3 separate regions of the Mus musculus genome follow, and all the other regions are linked to region 3. A link is a contact called in public HiChIP or PLAC-seq data. All regions are on one chromosome and are shown on one strand. Each heading gives the region's core, a stretch centred on a gene start, on an enhancer-like site or on the middle of the called end of the contact. The rest is flanking DNA. Distances are from core to core; before and after follow the strand shown. Region 1 overlaps Gng12 (guanine nucleotide binding protein (G protein), gamma 12). Region 2 overlaps Gng12 (guanine nucleotide binding protein (G protein), gamma 12). Region 3 holds the start of A430010J10Rik (a long non-coding RNA gene).

Evidence for each region. HiChIP or PLAC-seq counts read pairs in DNA pulled down with a chosen protein or histone mark.
Region 1: a FOXA1 HiChIP or PLAC-seq map of pancreatic cancer cells shows a contact between it and region 3. The contact joins the enhancer-like site here to the promoter of A430010J10Rik in region 3. A contact is called at or near these places in 2 of 15 datasets of contacts at CTCF or cohesin (CD8 T cells and large pre-B cells), 28 of 484 Hi-C or Micro-C datasets (the 4T1 cell line, the Ba/F3 cell line, CD8 T cells and 23 more), 20 of 115 datasets of contacts at active chromatin or transcription factors (the HPC-7 cell line, the SCID.adh cell line, T-cell acute lymphoblastic leukemia and 13 more) and 2 of 9 other capture datasets (embryonic stem cells and liver).
Region 2: a FOXA1 HiChIP or PLAC-seq map of pancreatic cancer cells shows a contact between it and region 3. The contact joins the enhancer-like site here to the promoter of A430010J10Rik in region 3. A contact is called at or near these places in 1 of 15 datasets of contacts at CTCF or cohesin (the NIH/3T3 cell line), 8 of 484 Hi-C or Micro-C datasets (the AML12 cell line, Th1 cells, cerebral cortex and 4 more), 7 of 115 datasets of contacts at active chromatin or transcription factors (bone marrow-derived macrophages, embryonic stem cells, fibro-adipogenic progenitors and 1 more) and 1 of 9 other capture datasets (embryonic stem cells).

The regions. Positions count from the first base shown.
Region 1 is chr6:66,983,030-66,985,946 of GRCm38.p6, forward strand. All of the region lies in intron 3 of Gng12 (guanine nucleotide binding protein (G protein), gamma 12), which reads left to right. It overlaps Gm36816 (a long non-coding RNA gene), which reads right to left. Exons shown (of 4, transcript XR_869154.3): 4 at 1,288-1,591. Among named protein-coding and RNA genes, the nearest start is that of Gm36816, 24 kb to the right of the region's middle. Within about 2 kb of position 1,317, at least 24 of the 459 cell types and tissues checked have an H3K27ac peak or open chromatin away from gene starts, as enhancers often do. A contact at or near this core is called in Sertoli cells, pancreatic cancer cells and trophoblast stem cells, where this site is marked.
Region 2 is chr6:66,909,598-66,912,657 of GRCm38.p6, forward strand. The region is part of intron 1 of Gng12 (guanine nucleotide binding protein (G protein), gamma 12); the gene reads left to right. The region is part of intron 1 of 4930597O21Rik (a long non-coding RNA gene); the gene reads right to left. Among named protein-coding and RNA genes, the nearest start is that of 4930597O21Rik, 13 kb to the right of the region's middle. Within about 2 kb of position 1,269, at least 158 of the 459 cell types and tissues checked have an H3K27ac peak or open chromatin away from gene starts, as enhancers often do. A contact at or near this core is called in the AML12 cell line, the NIH/3T3 cell line, Th1 cells and 6 more, where this site is marked.
Region 3 is chr6:67,156,257-67,159,164 of GRCm38.p6, forward strand. It overlaps A430010J10Rik (a long non-coding RNA gene), which reads left to right and starts at 1,545. Exons shown (of 3, transcript XR_001785271.1): 1 at 1,545-2,044; 2 at 2,576-2,908.

The sequences.
Region 1 (2,917 bases), core at 67-2,566, 170 kb before region 3:
TGATCATCAGGAGAGCTCCTATGTTGATATCTTGGAACCAGGCACCTTGAGACCTTTAAAGAAGGATATATTTTAAATTAAGTGAATGAGTGAGTGTAGGCAGGGGTAGGGGATCTGTTACAACATGCTAGTCTAAGAAGGCTGTGTAAGATGGTGCCAGTCACATAGACTCTGGAGGCAGAAGTCCCTGGTTTCCAGTCCTCTCTGTCCTACTCCATAGGTACAACATGTTAGCCTCCCATGCCTCACAGGCTTCATGCATGTACATAGGTACAACATGTTAGCCTCCCATGCCTCACAGGCTTCATCCATGTACATAGGTTCAACATGTTAGCCTCCCATGCCTCACAGGCTTCATGCATGTACATAGGTACAACATGTTAGCCTCCCATGCCTCACAGGCTTCATCCATGTACATAGGTTCAACATGTTAGCCTCCCATGCCTCACAGGCTTCATCCATGTACATAGGTACAACATGTTAGCCTCCCATGCCTCACAGGCTTCATGCATGTACATAGGTACAACATGTTAGCCTCCCATGCCTCACAGGCTTCATCCATGTACATAGGTAAAACATGTTAGCCTCCCATGCCTCACAGGCTTCATCCATGTACATAGGTACAACATGTTAGCCTCCCATGCCTCACAGGCTTCATCCATGTACATAGGTTCAACATGTTAGCCTCCCATGCCTCACAGGCTTCATCCATGTACATAGGTACAACATGTTAGCCTCCCATGCCTCACAGGCTTCATCCATGTACATAGGTAAAACATGTTAGCCTCCCATGCCTCACAGGCTTCATGCATGTACATAGGTAAAACATGTTAGCCTCCCATGCCTCACAGGCTTCATCCATGTAACAGAAAGAATTTGGAGGAACAGCGTGTATTTGGAGAACGTTTGTGAGGATCAAATCAGTCAAGGCGCCTAAAGAAACTCATCACCATTGTGCATATAGAGAAGTTGTCCCACATATGAGGCAGAGTCTCAAAACGTGTGCCTCTTGTGTGGATGTTCACCAAGAGGCTACTTCACAGATCTTGAGAAAGCATTGGAGGGAATCACGCCCCCACTTCCTCTCTAGCTGTCTGGTCCCTTCTCTGCCCCTTCCCCATCTCATTGCTCCAGAGTGTTCTTTCAAGCTGAGCTCTGATCTAGGCAGTAGGTCTTTGCCCTTCAGTCAGGATTAGCATTCTCCTCTCCAGGGACAGAGGGTAGCTGTCATGGTTAGCCACATGATATAGGTGACCCAGCAGAGGCTACAAAGAACAGACTGGTGAGTCAGGAAGGAAAGCTCTGTTTGAACAGTATAACTGCGTTTACAAAACCACTGGCTCTTGGGCTTCCAGAACTGGAAGCATCCGGAATCTTGCTCCTGCCCTGGAACAGCTCCTCCAAGGCGAGTGGACACTGTCCGTGGAGCCTTAGAATTCTTCAGGCATCGCTTCTGGATGCTGGTCTCTGGTTCCTGGCCTGCCTGGCCCGCCAGTGGAAGTCATTCTCCAGACAGATTAGCCTGTGGTTGGGTTCTGCTCATCTTCCCCCTTGTGTTTTGTGAAACCGGTCCTGTGTTCCTCAGGATGAGCTGAGAAGAAAAATAATCAGCTACAGGAATTTTCTAATTTCCAAAATGACCCTCAGTATTTTGTTGCATTGCCCGTCCCCTCCCCATTTTCCCCTCTTCTTGTAAAGACTTTAAATATCTCAAAATTAAAATCAGGAAAATAGGCTAGCCACCTGTGTAGCAAGGCTGATTGCACATGGTGTGTGTATTGCTATGTGAAACAGCAATTTGTAGCACTGTATACAAATAGACCGCATTTGTTTAAAAACTCCTATCTATGCATATGGTATGTTTGTAAAAGGCAGCTGAGGGTGTGGTGGAGGAAAGATTCTAGACAGTGGCTGCCCTTTGGAGTGAGCTTAGAAGGAAGGAATTGTAGCTTTTTGTTTGGTTCACATGAGTATAGTGGGGGTTTGCAGCATATTTCTTGTTTCATTTTTTAAAATGCCTTCATTTTTAAAAACGAAGAAAAGGCAAATACCTGAGCTGGCTTCAAACAACCGGGGCTAACTAGTGTAATGTCTAGAAGCTGGGTCTAGCCTGGCTGCTGTAAGGTTTTCCCTGAAGGAGCTCAGACAGAACATGAATTCATTTTGGGTACTTTGGTCCTGCCTAGCACACACTGCTGGAGCCGCAGACTGCCTCTGGAGCATTCAAGTGGGCAGTGTGCCTTGCCTGCTCCTCTTCCTTGGTGGGGGTGGGGGGAGGGGGCAGCTGCAGGAGCTGCCGGTGCTCATGAAGGAACACCATAACCACCCAGTCTCAACCAGGTCAAGGAAGGGGTCGCTCCATGCTGCAGTACAGTGAGGGCATTTGTCATCCCCAGTCACCTCTGAGCGCACTAGCTATGCAGGACTGATGTCTTGCCCACAGAATTTGAGACATTGAAGAGTAAATTCCTCGTTGGTAGTCAGCACCTTCTGTTCTGAGGGACCTTGGGCAAGCCCTCAGGTCTCTGCTTGCCTGTTTTCTCCTGTGCTGATGTCCTTGCAATTGCATACTTCCGAGGTATGCTAATGAGAGGGACGAGTGTCAGAACTAGAAGGTGACACCCAGGGAGGGACAGCACAGTGAGTGTTCCTAGCAGCTGGGTTCTTTTGCGGATGGTGGCCGGGACACATTCCTCACTTCTACCTTGTGTGCAGCTGTCTGTCCAGTAACCAGACTTCTCCTTTGCCATTGCAGTCATTCCTCTCATTGGCCATCATAGTGAACATTTGGGCAGAAAACAGCTTCTGAATATGGAACCCACCTCATTTTTATTGTACACCAGGTCGAGCGAGGGGTTCTGTGTTGTTGTTTTTTGTTTGCATTTTGGTGTGGGCTTTTGTTTGTTTTTAGCATTCC
Region 2 (3,060 bases), core at 19-2,518, 250 kb before region 3:
GTCTGTCTGAGAAGGGCTAGGAGGAGTCAGGAATGGTTTCACAGGTTGTTAAGACAGAGGCAGTGTGACAGAAGATGGAGATGCATGTCTAATGTCAAGACAGTGGCTGAAGCCTCGCTGTAATACTCCAGCCATGTGGTTGAACAACTTCCTCCCAAAGTCTGAGACCTTTCCTTTGTGACCCAAGGCTAATAGCATCTGCCTCTCTCAAGATTGCCCAGAAGCGCTCGAGTATGTGCATGTAGAAAAGTGCCTGACTTCAGAGTTTATAAATTGCTACAGAGTGAGTTCCAGGACAGCCAGAGCTATACAGAGAAACCCTGTCTCGAAAAACCAAAGTAATAATAATAATAAAAATAAATAAATAAATTGCTTGGTGTGACTTTGCTCTCTATACTTTAATCTGGGCACATTAATATATTTTCTTGTCTATGTTTACTGTAACAAGCTAGTCAACCAGTATACTAATGATTACATTGGACTGGATAGTTTTGCCTGTACGTTTTGTCTTCTCAATATGTTGGATCTCAGTGGCATATTTTCATTCATAGTATGACAGGCATGTTAATATATATAAGTCTATGTTTTGAGATGTATTGAATTAAGGAACAGATAATTTGATAGTTTTCAGAAGCTTCAAGAAGAATCAGGTCAAAACATTAATTTCTACCTTACAGGTAGGGAAACTTAGGCACTTCTAGATAGCTTCTGATATTTGCCCAGAGTCATTTAAGATGGCAGATGAATGGCAAAGATAGGATTAGAAGCCTGTGCCCCTTGTTTTCCTGGCTTTATATTTTCTTGTGAACTCAATCCCAAGGCTTGAGAGCTTGGCCATGTTCAGCCCCTTGTTGTCTGTCACCTGGCTTCAACCAGGCATGGGAAGGTTGAGTGAGCCAGAGCCTAGCCTAAGGGAGAGCCCTAGGGAACACCCCACCCAGCAGCCTCTCGGCTGCCCTGAAGGTATTTATGAGTGTGAAGGTCCACCTGGAAACCGAGGGAGAGGCTGGGAAGAGCAACCAGCTGTAGCTGCCAGAGAGTGGAGGAAGGGAGAAGAGGCCTGGTCCCTGAGAGTAAATGACTTGTAACTAACTAGGGTCCAGCAGGAGGAGCCAGGTGGAGCTCAGGGGATGGAAAGCCATGTGGAGAAGTCCAAAGGGCAGGGGAGGCTGCCACAGACTGCTTCTTGGTACACAAGCCTTCTGTCCTCTCAGAGCATTCCCTTTTACCTTCTGCTGGGAAGCATGCGCTCTGCTTACTCACTCACTTGGTGTTGTAATCTTTATTGTGTAGGCAGGCAGAGGGGAGGGCTGCGCACACAGGAAGGCTCTGACCTTAACCCTCCTGACTTGAAACAGTTGAAGAGTGTTTGACATTGTGTTCCTTTAAGTGTGTCGTTTAGTTAGAGAGAAAGCGGTGCTCAGGGAGTAGGATCCAACAGCTTTCCTGAAGCCAAAGTTCCCAGGGTGTGGGTCACACGCTTGTCAACTGGGAGTGACTGAAAAATCACGACACCCAACCGCACCCAGACCTGTGGAGTCAGCCCTTCTGGGTGTGATCCAAAGGCAGTGCCCCTGTGGAGCTCAAGCGAGGTTCAGTGTAAGAACCTTGTAGGGTGCCAGATGAATTCTGCTCTGTGTCAGGACAGAATCAGTCCCTGGCTGCTCAAGAGTCAGGAATTCCATTTGGTTTTCTCATCTACATATGAGGTCTCCGAGGAGCCTTTGAGCACAGATCCATGCAAGCCCCTTCCTTGAAATTTGTCAGGCCTTGTGTAATCCACCCATTAAAGGGGGTGGGGTCAAACCAGAAACTTCTACATTTAAATTGTTACTGCATCCTCTTGTGGAGGAACAAAACAGAATGCCCTCAGAGGAATACTGTCTGTTTCCATTTCCACACACCACAGCTCAGCACAGGTGAGGCCCACAGTTCCGAGTGCCATCAGCTGAGGCTCTGAGGCAGGTCAGCAAGTATTTTTCCAGAGAAGACAGGGTTTTAATATTCTGAGACATTGAGGGTTAACTCTTGACCACCTTGCTATAACATGGAGTATAGGAGCAAATTGTTCTTTGAAGGCCACGTGGACTTCCAGTTTTTATGAGAAATTGTTTTCATGCTTAACATGAAATTCATGTCCAGCACATTTAATTTATCTGTGACTTTCAGGAAAGGCATGTGGACTATTTGAATTCACATGAAATCTGCAGTTTTAGGTTCAAGGCCAAACAGGGTCACTTTTCTTTTTTCTTTTCTTTTTTCTTTTCTTTTCTTTTCAATTCTCTTCTCTTCTTGTTTTTCTTGTTTTTTTTTTGTTTGTTTTTAACAAATGTTTTGCTTGTCTTGAATTTCTAAACCATATGTGTTTCTCTCTCTCTCTCAAGAATGTTCCCAAAAAACCTGAAAGTAGGCATCCCTTGAGAAATTTATGCTCACAAACCTGTTAATTATTAAAAATGAAATCTAAAGGATACAACTTGGTCTTGAAATGTTTATGACATTTGATTAAGAGAAACTGTTGTTTATTGTATCTGCTTTCCCAATCTCCCTCTCTTCCTTGTTTTTATTCCTTTGTTTGTCTGTCTATTTTTGTTTGGGGGTTGTTTTGTTTTTGTTTTTGTTGTTTTGGTTTGGTTTGGTTTTGGCAACTCTGCCTCTGTAGCTCAGGCTGATCTGGAACTGACTTTGTAGTCCAGGCTGGTAGTAAGCTATTGATTTTCTTGCCTTGGCCTTTCCAATCCAAGGACTCCAAGAATGAGCCCCTATACCCATCCATGCGCTTACACTCGACCAGGTATTGAAACCTTCTAAAGAAAGTGTAATTAATTTTACAAGGAGAAAACTACAGTTATGACAGGCACACTGGCTTGTCCAAGGATGCACATATGGACAGCAGACTAGCTCAGGCTTTTTGTGTTGGTATTTTATTGTTGTTAATGATTATCAGTTATTTTTCTTTCTTTGTACCTTTGAAAGACTCTGTCTTTTATTGGTCACAAGATTGTTCTCTGAAGTATATAAAACACAAAAAGTATTTCCAGCTTTCTAAAGCTTGAGGCT
Region 3 (2,908 bases), core at 295-2,794:
TGTAACAACAGGAAACAGAAAAAAAAAAAAAAACCAAAAAACCAGAAGCAGGGCAGACTATAATTGTCAAGCGCCTATGTTCAATGGTTAGGCCCCATATTAATTTGTCCCAGAACTTCCCAGAACCTGCTGGGGACCTGCTGGGGACCAAGTGCTCAAACATTGTGATACACATCAAACCAATGACTTTCACCTAGCAGGTAAACCAGGCTCTCTGTGGAGAGCGACTCTGGCTACCTCTGCCTCACCTGTTCCTAGATTTCCTTATTGGCCTTGCTCAAACAACTCTTTACCTAGAAGTTTCCAGGGATCTATCAGGTTCCCTGGTCTCTTCTTTTTGTATTTAAACTTCTGATCCTCCTGCCTCTACTCTGAAGTGTCGAGATTACAGATGTATGTCATCAAGCCCAAACAGTGTGGCAATTTTCGTTTTACACCTTCAATAGTAGTGTGCCTTGTAGCCACACAGAGGTCTAATGTTTGAGCTGGAGAAGCAATCAGCTTTTCAGTTTTTCTGTTAAGGGAACTTGATACTGTAGGTAAGAGCCACTAAAAGATGTAACAGAAGGAGGTAACATGACACAGTTCTTCTGAGAACTGCCTGGTCTCCTGTCAGTGAGAATAAGATAGCTCGCTAGCCAAATTGAACCAACTGGTTTGAGGGGGGGGGGCGCGTTGGTGGGAGTACAAGAATCCCAACTCTTCCTTTAAGGCATGGAGATCTTCAGTTTCCTGTGCAGTGGCCTAGGAGCATCGTGTCCAGAGACTAAATCTCTCTGAGATCTCAGGACCTCTGCATTCTGTTCTCATTCTCAAGAGTAGATATGTCTCTGTTGGTTTTCTCTGCCTAAAACTCGTCCCTCAGGCAACCAGACAAACCAAGAGCACAGGTTGTGTGTTCATTGGATGACAGACTGGACAAAAGCTGTCAGGGAGAAAGCGAATCCTCTAAGAGAGACCAATATCTCCTCCAGGGCAAGGGAACACAGAAGCCAAGGTATGACCCGAAAGCCAGCTGATTTGTTTGTGGTGAGAGAATCAGCTTCGACACTGCTAAAAGTTCATACTGGCCAGACCAACGTGTTCTCGCCCTGTTGAAAAGTCCATTCCTACAAAGCCAAATTATTCAAAGGAGACTTGGTGAACAAGTGTTAAATGAAATGTGTTCCCCAGCTTAGTTGTCAATGGAGTTCTCAACCGTTACAGGGATTGCCTTGCCAAAGGACTTCATCATTCAGGTCTGCTGGCCAAGTGTCCTTCTCACCAGAAGACTGATATAAGGCCAGTCCTTGAAGTCTATCATGCTTTTAAGTTTTCATGGCTGGCCAATTTCCTTCTCTCATAATGTTAAACCATTTCCCCCAAGTCACCAAGGATTCATTTAATCCCTTATTGTCACAGACAAACTCAAAGTCATCTACTTAAGAACACATTTAAATACAATTGCCTAGTTTTTAAACAAAAACTTATCCCAACCACTATATATACATACATATACCATATACATATACCATATATATATATATATGCACATATATATATATGTATATACACGTAAAGATATTTCTTATTTACATGTGCTACATGTGTGTTGTTGGCTGCAGAGGGTAGAAGGTGTTAGATTCCCTAGAGCTGGAGTTACTAGAAGTTATGAGCTGCCCCACACAGATGCTGGGAATTCAACTCAGGTCTCTGTAAAAGCAGCAAGTGCCCCTAACCACTGAGCCATCCCTCCACACACAAAACAAAACAAGTCTCGCTATTTAGGTCACTGTATAGGCTGACCTCAAACTTGAGATCCTTCTGCCATTGCTTCCTGGATGCCAGGACTATGATGTACACTGTCACAACAACCCACCTATTATCAGTTGATTTACAAGTTCGTCAAGGTTGCTGGATAACATTTTCTAATGGCTTGCAATGGGAGAAAACAACCTTTTAAATAAGGAGCTTAATTCTCCCCAGGAATCCTGAGTATGGAAACTCTTCCTCCATCTGAGAAGGGAGTAATCTGAAGGGATTAACCTAGTGCCTGGGAAATTGGGTGAGTACATGGGACACAGGAAGAAAAGGGCAGACATTGGAAGGTCTTGGTAGCTTCCAGCCATGGCAGAGTGCTGTTAGGTATAGGTAGCAGAAAGCACTCTACTAGAACACGGAAAACACATCCTTGGTGTGACGTGATGCTGAGTCCCCAGCCCATCTTCGGCACAGATACTCTTCCCCAACGCTCACCTTTGAACTAAATAACGATATTCGTATCTTCTTGGAGGGCAGAATAACAATGCATGAAATCATAGTCCTTTACAAAATGTTCTTGCTTATCCACCCCATTCAGTCGGGCGTCTTAACAGTGGCGGGACTGACTAGTAATCATTTTTTTTTTCTCTCAAACTGTCATAAACATACCAAAACATTGACCTTCATGTGTCTACGTCTGAGATTAACTGCAATAATGAGAAGAGGGAATATAGCAGTGAGACATTAAGAGGAAAGGTGACCCAGTGCGGCTGGTGCTTGTTGAAGCTGGACAGCTGACACAAGGGGTTCACTACGTTGTTTGCTGTACTTTTAGGTCTTCCGGGGTGGAGCTGTGTATTCCTCTGAGCCCTTGTTGTGACATAGAGTGAATAGGGTGAGGAGGAGCCATTCAGCAACTTGGTCTAGCAGGAAGCTCTCCTTCATGACCTGATGGTATCAAGCGCCCCCATGTGGCAAATGTCTAAATCGTCTCTGCCGGCAATAAATGTGAGCAATTGTCTGATCTCTGTGTCGGTGTGGGCGGGGCTGTTGGGGCTGATGAAATCTAGGGCTTTGTGTATAGTAGACAACCGCTACACTTTATCCCCCGTCCTAACTTGTAATTTAAGAAACGTCTTGATTTTGTTTTGTTTTGTTTTTAAACATT